2 separate regions of the Mus musculus genome follow, and region 2 is linked to region 1. Evidence: chromatin contacts called from public Hi-C data. All regions are on one chromosome and are shown on one strand. The core of a region is the stretch at or near the end of the contact, and the rest is flanking DNA. Distances in the headings are between cores, read along the strand shown.

The links. Hi-C and Micro-C count contacts between places; a contact is called where the count stands out from the background.
Region 2: a Hi-C map of stem cell-derived neural stem cells shows a contact between it and region 1, with 3 times the contacts expected there. The contact joins two enhancer-like sites. A contact is called at or near these places in 6 of 39 promoter capture datasets (Sertoli cells, cancer-associated fibroblasts, embryonic stem cells and 2 more), 6 of 15 datasets of contacts at CTCF or cohesin (embryonic stem cells, hippocampal excitatory neurons, liver and 1 more), 182 of 484 Hi-C or Micro-C datasets (the 4T1 cell line, 8-cell embryo, the AML12 cell line and 80 more), 24 of 115 datasets of contacts at active chromatin or transcription factors (PVALB interneurons, astrocytes, cardiomyocytes and 13 more) and 5 of 9 other capture datasets (adipose tissue, embryonic stem cells, embryonic tail and 2 more).

What each region holds. Positions count from the first base shown.
Region 1 is chr11:12,370,397-12,375,431 of GRCm38.p6, reverse strand. All of the region lies in intron 4 of Cobl (cordon-bleu WH2 repeat), which reads left to right. Among named protein-coding and RNA genes, the nearest start is that of Gm30596, 12 kb to the left of the region's middle. Within about 2 kb of position 2,126, at least 113 of the 459 cell types and tissues checked have an H3K27ac peak or open chromatin away from gene starts, as enhancers often do. A contact at or near this core is called in Sertoli cells, cerebral cortex, craniofacial prominence and 4 more, where this site is marked.
Region 2 is chr11:12,529,372-12,534,104 of GRCm38.p6, reverse strand. No RefSeq gene overlaps it. Among named protein-coding and RNA genes, the nearest start is that of Cobl, 67 kb to the right of the region's middle. Within about 2 kb of position 1,609, at least 73 of the 459 cell types and tissues checked have an H3K27ac peak or open chromatin away from gene starts, as enhancers often do. A contact at or near this core is called in Sertoli cells, cerebral cortex, craniofacial prominence and 4 more, where this site is marked.

The sequences.
Region 1 (5,035 bases), core at 877-3,376:
CTTTGTTTCAGTTGTCCTTGCTCCCAGGGTTTAGCCACTGCGTGAATCTAGGATCACTTGCCAGAAGCACATTGACCGCCCTCTGAAAGCTCCCAATTCTGGAGATGAGTCCTGCAGACAAATTCTACACTAGTTTCCTGCTAGTGCTGTAGCTATGGTGTGTGTGCCTGTGGGGCTTTCCTGGACAATCATTAGTAGCACCCTTGAGTGGTGGCCCCTGAGAAATGGTGCTTCCTGCTAGTGCTGTACCTATGGTGTGTGTGCCTGTGGGGCTTTCCTGGACAGTCATTAGTAGCACCTTGAGTGGTGGCCCCTGAGAAATGGTGCTTCCTGCTAGTGCTGTACCTATGGTGTGTGTGCCTGTGGGGCTTTCCTGGACAGTCATTAGTAGCACCTTGAGTGGTGGCCCCTGAGAAATGGTGCTACAGGGCAGTGTATTTTTTATTTAGATTTTTCTGATTGGCATAGTGGTTTCAATTTTTAGTTAATAATCAGACAAAAACATAATTTATAGTCCTCGATTTTGTAGTTTTAAGATGGACTTTCAGATGTGCTGTGGAACTCTGCCCTTGTGACATAGCTGTGCTATCATGAACTTAGAGCAGCCATGCAGGGACCCTTCCAAGATCGGGCAGACTAACATGACTGCTATGTCATTTGTTATTACTCTCCAGATCAGCTGACTTTAAAAAATATCCAGTCGGTCTTTTATATGTTCTTTTATAGCCTTTAAGATACAGGTTTTTAGATAATTTCTTCTAAAAATGTGTTTTTCCTTCTTAACAAATATATTGTGAGAACAGTGGTCACGGCGTCTCTTATAGTCCAGTCCACACTTTACCTTTCTCAGCCCACGTCTTCCCTGGGGAATCTGTATTCACCCTCTCACCTGACATGGAAGAAAGGAAGTGTAAGGTAGATGGAAGAGCCTCCTTAAAAGAGGATCTGAGAGAATATTGCATCAAGTTCATTGCTGCCGATGCTGTGGTACTTGAGATTGAGTTCAGAGCCTCATGCTTGATCTCCCAACCAGTAGCTCTTAAAAACACCGACAGTGCTCTCAGCATCAGTGGCACAGGCCCAGCGGCTCCGAGTGTGTTTGGTTATGTTTAAATTTGGATTACAGAATATTTTAGAGAAAAAGAAACAAAAACTGTCCCACGTTAAGGAATCTGAGTGAAAGGCTTGCACACTGAGGCCTCTGTTACATACCACGCTTGGACAACAGAAGAACAGAAGTCCAAATGCATCCTGGAGAAGCCATACAAGCTGACCCTCTGTTAAGGAGAAGCCCCACTGCTCCCAGTTATCAGAGACATGGAAGCTGAAGCCTTCAGCAGGGCTACGACTCAGCATAGCTCTTACAATCTACTGGCACAAAGTGAGGCCAATTAGCATTTCAGCTCTTTACGTGAACTAGCTACTCCAAAGACCCTGAGTATACTACTCACTGCCATGACAGCCTATTTCCCTGCCCTGTGGTCGGCAGGCCCCAAGGCCAACTGTATGCCTTTTACCTGTAACATGCCTCTTTTGGTGACCTTGGTTACCAACCATCCTGCTCCATGTCTGTACTTATCCTGCTGACTACCAAATATCTAAGAGAGGAGAATCTTCCAGAGGGTGTCCTTGGGAACCCTTTTCTCTTCTGAAGATGATCAGCAGAACTGCTAGGGTGCGTGTGGGGTGCCCTTGAAAGAGGCTAGGGGGCAGGACTTAGCCTTTTCCTCATCTCTGCAGTTGATGGAGAAAGGGGAGATGGCAGCTAGAGGTTACTGTGCTGTTGGCCAAATGCCTCCACTGTCTGAACACCGAAGGCGCAGCTTGAAGAATTCCAAGGCTCTGCTGCCCTCTGTGCTCACAGCGAGCATAGCAGCCTGTTGCTGGGACTAAGAGACCAGGCCTGGAGGTACAGGCCAGCTCTGCGTATGCCCTTGTCTCTTTTGCGGGTGGTGTAACCTCACACTTGAGGCTGAGGGAGTAGTTAGTTAGATCTTTGGTTTGGGCTGCTGTAGACCTCCAAGTTGTTCTCATTTTCTCGTTGCCTGCCTTTTCCAGTTCTTCTGACCAAAACGCAGTCTGAGCCTTCCCTGAGCTGTCAAGGTACTGTGAGCTCACAGGCTGCACTCTGCATGGCTCCAGATGGGAGGGTGCACGGAAGTGATATGTCTGTCAGACCTCAAAGAAGAGTTTGGCTAGAGGCACTCTGGGGAGGGGAGAGGGCTTGCTGGGTTGATTTGAGGTTATGATTTAAGTTTTTATTTCCCTGGTTTTTTAAAGACAAGAATACCTTGTGTAAGAATTTGCTATGTAACTTTAATCCATAGAAATCGCTGAAACTGTTGACAGAAATTCTATAGCTCAGAATTTCAGGTGAAAGTTATGTGTACAGAAGTAACATCAGTTCCTATTGCCTTGACTTGTTTTTTATTCTTACATTTGTGCTTCCTGCCTAGATCTATCCTAGATGTTATAGAGTGTCCACCAACTTGGGATTGAAACTGACCCTTATCTATCATAGAAATATAGGTATTCAAAGGGTTAGTTCAAATTTGGCACACTCATTGAGCAAATCTCTGCTATATACATGTGCATGCCCATATTCGTGAAGAGGTAGCTACATATATTTATCTGCACGTATTTTTACAAATTTGCATAAGCATATATGTACAAATATATACACAGGTGAATTGTGAGTTTAATGAGTCCTTTAGACTTTTCACATACCCATATAGGCATGTATATATATATATATATATATATATATATATATATATATAGGCATGTTTATATATATATATATATATATATATATATATATATATATATATATAAAGGCTAATATCCTATGAGTTTTTATATTTGACAGAAAGTTTGTCATTTTTCTAAAGTATGTGATAGCAGATTTGATTTTTTTTAAATAAAATAAATGAAAGAAACTGCAGCATTTGCATGGATGGCAGTCTGCTATGGATTGCCTGAGTGCCAGAGCTGAGTGGCCCCATTTACCAACCCATAGCCAACCTGCCTCATCAACAGAATTTCTCACAATGTCCCTTAAGGAACACCATTGTCTTGAATAGGGCACACACATACATAACCACTGTAGCCATCCTGGGAGATTCTGCTTGGCGATTTGGGCAGTTAGGGGCTGGGGAGAAGTGAACTTTACTACCACTTCCTTTATTCATGTCTAGAGTCTAGTGATAGTGCACCTTACAGATAGATAAGCTATGATGATAATGGCCACTTGGACCACGTGAGAAGGGAAGTCCCACCTGTTCTCTACCAGGGACTTGTTTAGTGACCATGGAACTGCCCAGATTCCACTTTTCCCATCTAGACCAACAGCTGCGTTGGACTTCTACCTTCTCCATCTCTGTTGCCACCCAACTTACCTTCATTATCATCCCCATCACTTTAATGCATCCAAATTGGAAGTGCTTTCTTGAAGATTAAATGTGAGCCTTGAAAATAAGTGTCGTGCTACCACGCGTGATCATTCATCTTAAAGCACATGCTCTCTAGGGAAATCTATGTGTCCATAGCTTACTGCCCTGGTAGGACAGCCTCGCTGTCTATGAAGGCTTAGCCTGATACCAATGAGAGATCTTTCTTGCTTTGTTCTCACCTTACTACAGTGTTTACCTAGTATCAGGAACCTCTTATATAGCTCTGTTCAATTCATAGGCAAAGCCCTTAAAAATATATTATCAACTTGAGGCCTAGGCCGGGGTTGGGAAACCTGAGGCCCTACTGCACCATACAGTTGCTAGTTGAGCAGGAGAAGTCACCTTTCCAAACAGTATGGTTCTGGAGCCAGGGTCATCCTAACTCTTCTATATGAGGTGGCCTCAGTCCTGTGACCGCCACTTCTATTCAGGAAAAGAAATAAAAGATTCAGTTTGCTTTCAATCTCTCATTTTCCTAGGTACTGTAATATCACCTGTGTGCTAGCAACATATTTTCTTTCTTGTTTATCTATGGGTTTCTACAGTGTTATCAATTTTAATATATCCTTGTCATATACCATTCAATTGGAAAACTAATATAAACTAGAAATAGACATGTTAATGCAATCCATTGTTTGGATATGATATTATTTGTGGTGTCAATTTATTTTTTCTTCCTAGTTCTACACTAAGTAAGGGGTTTGATGTGATTAACTTATAATTAATGCATGTGTGTCTGTGGGTCTGTACAGCTGCATCATATAAGTAAGTCCTTTGGTTTGGTTGCTGTGTGAATCAGAGCCCACTAATCTCCTTAGCTAAGCCTCTTGCATGTCATTAAGTGCCCTGGCCTGCCCAAACAGGACAAAAGATTTGCTTCCTGCAGGAGCCTTTAAGAACCACTGGGCTCCACTTTGGCTTTGTTCAGTAGAGTGCATTCATACATACTTTTAAATGTATTGTCTTTTATGTTCTTCTTTAACTTAGGTATGAAACCACACATCATTAGACCAAAACATTAATGGGTGTTTGCTGGATTTGGGTTATGGCAGTTTGTCATGGCAGTTGTAAACTCATGGCAGTTTGTCAAATTCCACAAGGGAATATTTCCACCAGTGGACTAGAGGTCTGGCTGTCCTGCATTTTGATCTGGGAAAATTGACCTTTCTATTCTTTACAAATACCTGCCTTGTTTTGTTTTTGTTTTTCTTAGCTCTGTCATATCTTTATGTGTTGGAAGAGAAGAGTAGGGTGAATAGGCAAGTAAGAGAATATAACCTTGAAAAGGAAATGTTCTGGGACTGGGGTGAAGACAACTAGGAGGCTAAGAGCACTTCTTGCTCTTTCAGAGGACCTGGGTTTGGTTCCCAGAACACACCCTGCTCCTGAACATCGTAACTCCACTTGTAGGGGATTTGCCGTTCCCTCTGGACCTCTGTGGACACCAGGCATGCACATAGTACATAATCATGTACTATAGGGAAGCACTCATACACATAAAACAAATCAATTTTTTAATTAAATTAAAAGAAAGAAAAAATGATGACCAGAATCCCTGGAGATCCTGTTCAGACAGTAACCAA
Region 2 (4,733 bases), core at 360-2,859, 160 kb before region 1:
AAAGGAATACAGATGTTGAGAATACAGTGTTAGGTGTAGCACAACTTAATCAGCCCATTGGCCAGAACATGTCCACTACCTCTGACCAGAAAAGCTAAGAAATGTGGCATAGCACCTGAGTATTCTGTGGGAATTAAAGACCAGTGTGACACTGCACAGAAGAAATGGGTGTATGAGCAAGCCATTGGGTAAATGAATAGACTAAGACACTTGTGACTATCCAAAATAATGTTACAATAGTCAAAACTCATTAACCAGTTAGTGTATCTCTTGTCCAAAAGTCTCAAAGATGATTTGACCCATGCTACTGTCTCGCCAGCAAAACGCACGCAGGCCACTCGGATCCTTCTGCAGTACAGCTTTAATACATCTTGAGAGATAGATGATCAGCTTCAGGAGAGGAGACCCAGAGAGCAGAAAACACTTCCCTTATATAGGCTGCGAAGTACTGTTGGAAGTACGGTTGGAGATGTGCACCACCGGGATTGGCTGCCCACCTTCAGCCAGATGACGCCACGAGACAGGCAGGGCTCAGGTAATGGAAAGATTCCCTGACGCCTGCCCACCTTTTACTACGAGCAATGGATGTCAGCGCCATCTTGTAACGGCGACTGTGAGGGCGGCTCCTCACAATGATTGACTCGTTGTGTTGATATAAAGACTTAAATAGAGTCCTTTGGGTTCCAACATTCAGTGACTTCCAAATGGCTGTTGGGAGTTATGGAGAAGGATGGATAATTGTTGGTAGTTGGAAAAATAAATAATCTAAGAAACAGAAAAAAAAAAACGGGGAGCACAGAATGTGTCCCTTTGGAGAAAGGGGAAAGATGAAGGGCGGAGCAGAGCAACAGGCGCTCTCTGCAGAGAACCTGAAGAGTGTTTGCTGAACCTCTGCCTCTGTGTCCCAGTCTTGGTTGGATCCACTGTTTCTGGGCTTAGAATGAGAAGCGCAGAAGTTCCTGGCTGCCTTTAGAGAGACTTTCCCTTTAGGGAAATCAAAGTAACTTAACATAAAGCATTATTCCTATGTCCTTTTGCCAAACAAGCATGAAATACTGGTTTTCCCAAAGCAATGAAAAACTGAGAAATGAAAACAAATCGTTGTGTACTGAACAGATTTGACTATATTATTTAAGCCTCGCTTGCTGCTGAATCCCAAATAGTTGCTCGTCCGAGATCTATTTGATCATTTGTGTGTGTGTTTCTTCTCTACCTATTTAGATGCTCTTTGCACAGATTCAAGTTTTCAGAGACACATGAGACTAGACACTTTGCTTCTCTTTAGGTCTGTGAAGTGTCTATTTCGACCATCCAGTGAGCCCCAGAAGCTGTAGAGCCCTCAAGATTTTCGCACTTTATAGGCGAAGAAGGCACATGGCTCTCCTTGCAGGACCAGGCTTCTGATCTGGAAAGTGATTTGCCCTTGGGCTTGGAAGAGAGCAATAAGGCTTGCTTAGGCAATCATTTACCATCTGTCCGCTGTATGTTGTCTCAGTTACCACTAGATGGAAGCAGATTTGTTTCCAAAGGGTTCTGCAGCAAGCCTTCTTACTGGCTCAAGCTTGGGCAGTCTAGGGAGCTGCCTAGGAAACCCTGCTAGCTGCTCTCAGAGGATTGGCTAAAGCCTTCCAGAACAACCACTCCGTGGCTCACCTTCCTTCTCTACCCTGCCCTCACTGGAGCAAGCAGTCCTGGAAGCCAAGCTCAGACACAAGCAAACCATGCAGCTGACAAGCCACCCCCCACCTCCCACCTCCCACCTCCCACCCCTGCAGAGCCATGCTGTTTCCATGGTGCTGCTCACGCAGGATAGCTTGCTGCCTTTCAGAAACCCTCTGAACTTGGTGCAAATTCTGATGGCCTCAAGGCTTGGGCGTGGTTGTAGTTAACACTGCGATAAGGCCTACCCAAGCCAATGCAGACAAAATTTGTCCCCAAAGATGGCCTCCCACATAATCTCAGCAGTCTCTGCTCCAGCTTTAGGCTCTTTGTAAACTTTATAGCCCTTGTGTCCCTCCCTCTGGCTGCTAACTCCCAACATCCCTTTCCATTTTCTTCCCCTGTTCAGTGTCTCTCTGACTGTCCATCATTTTTGTTTCTCTGAACTTGGCTAGGGTTCACATATTTAATAAAGGGGATAGCTGAGATTTTAAAGCTAATTTCCCTCTCCCTCTCCCTCTCCCTCCCCCTCTCCCTCTGTTTGTGTGTGTGTGTGTGTGTGTGTGTGTGTGTGTGTGTGTGTGTGTATTACTAGGCATTGCACCAGGGCCTTGCACATACTAGACAAATTACATACACAGATATTCTTCAGTTTTGACACCGTCATAGACCAATGATGCCTCTCCTATTGAGATGCTGTTTTAGGCATCTGTAGACTTATTTGATGGGCAGATGAAAACAGGGGCTGTATGTTCTGTGTGCCCACAACAGACATGAGTAGTTGCTCTTCCCTCAGCCCAGGGGAGGCTTCACCCAGCCCAAGTGGCCTCATTAATACATCAGACAGGACTTGATACCACAGTGACTGGCTACTGCAACCTAAAAGCATGTCTCCATTTCTGTAATCTGAAAGTGTTTTAAGCACCTCTGCTTTTAGAAATGTGTTTCTGGTGATGGATTGCCTCATCATAAAACACAGGCAAGTATTTCTCTGCCAGCATAGATTAGGCACATTTTTCAGTGGGTTCCATTCAGACATCAGTCTATTTTAATTGGTCAGTTTAGTAGGCACACATACTAAGCTTAGAAACGGAGAGCAGTGAGTTGGAGAAATGAGGGTATGCAGTTCCAGGAAGTGACAGCTGTCAACGTAGGAAGTATATTAATAAGTAGCGAAGAAGTGAGCTTGTGCAGGAAACAACAGGAGAGCAGGAGAGCTTCAGTGTGTCCTTGGAGGAGATGGAGCAAGGCAAGCATTCTGTCTCACGGTACGCCTGGCACCCAAAGTCCAGCGATCAATGATTTTCAAATTTGTAAGTGCAAGGTCATGTAAATCCTCCTCTGAATATTAGTCATAAGTGTCCAGTCACTCATCATTGGATAGATTGCAGACATCCCACTTGTTACATTGGTTGTCGTCAATGTCAAACTACAGGCTCTGTTCTGTTAGGCTGTTGAGGTATCCCCAGACACCTTTGTTCTTTATAGCTTGTTATTTGACTGTTATTATTTTATTTTCTGTACAGATAATATCATCCATTATTATAAGTTGTGCAGTTGAATAACCCACATTTGAAGAAGCCACAGGGACAGGCACAACAAAACGGCAGTAGCATGGCCCTTAAAAACTAATGCCTTGACCATGGTATCTCTCTTATCAGGTAAACATTATTATTTTACATTGAATATGCACATTCTAGAACAGAGGAACTGAAAAAAAAGGAAAGTGGTTTCCATACAGCAGTCACCCATCTTAGCAGTCTCAAACTGTTCATCTGCCCTTAGATTCAGATTATAATAAGCAATTCCCTAGCACCAGGTTACTGATCTTAAAAACACTTTACCATACTCTTTTAAAGGACAAATATTACTTTTAAAAAGCATATAGTCATTCCAAAGTTATCAATTATCCCTAATACTATCCAACATCTAGAGGATGCTTGGTGTCTCTGAATGCCTTTACTTTTGTATTTATTCCTCAAGTAAGCCCCATGATAGAGCTAGCTGATAATGATTCCTAATGGTCTCTTTGAGTATGGAAGTCTTTATTTCTCTCTCTCTCCATCTCTCTTTCCCGTATCTTTCTCTAAATAGATATGTTGAAGGAAGAGTCATTTCCCCTAATTTCTGAGCCCCTACACATTGCTGAAGGCGTATGTCTGCAGTAGTATTGAATAATATCTGTCAACCTGACATTTTCTGGGATCCAGTCATTAAATCCAACTTTGTGTGATTCAGGATTTTTTGGACAGGAACTAGGGTCTATGTCAGCACGTGTTTAGCTTAGCTTAGCAAGTAAATAGCGTATCTGAAGCCCCACAGCCAATTTCTGCCATAGTTTTTATCAACTTGATACAAACTTTACAACTTGAGAGGAAAGAACTTCAGTGAAAGGGTGGTTTCCATCAGCCAGGCTTGTGAATACATCTGTAGGGCATTTTCTTAATTTCTTGTTGATGTAGAAGAGCCCATCCCAGTATGGGCAGGATCATCTATGGGCAGGTGGACCTGGGCTGTATAAGAAGGGTAGCTGAGCAAATCAGAGAAAGCAAAACAGTTCCTCTGTGATCTCCGCTTCAGTTCCTGCCTCAGCTTCCAGTTTTGAGCTCATACTCTGCCTTCCCTCAAGGAGTAACTCTAACTGGTAACCTGAAATAAAAACATTTTCAAGTTGGTTTAGGTTATGACATTTATCCCAGCAACAGAAAGCAAATTAGGATGATCTACAACAACAAAAGTAAACACATCCCAACAGACATGAATGGTACTAAAGACTTCTATTCTTACATAACTGATCATATCCTCTCACATAGGTGAGGATCAGAGATTGCCATTAGATGCAGTTAGAGGCAGAATGGTATTGCATATTTCTACTCTTACATGATTAATTGTATCCTGTGATGTCATTAGGAATCAAAGATTACTATTAGATGCAGAACAACTTTTCTTGTTGCATCAATATAAAAGATGAGGAAAATAATTATATTTCAGGTTTTTTTTTGCATAAGTATCTGAGTTCAAAAAGTATTTGAGGCCAATATGGCACTACATTACTCCTGAGAATTCCATGGGGT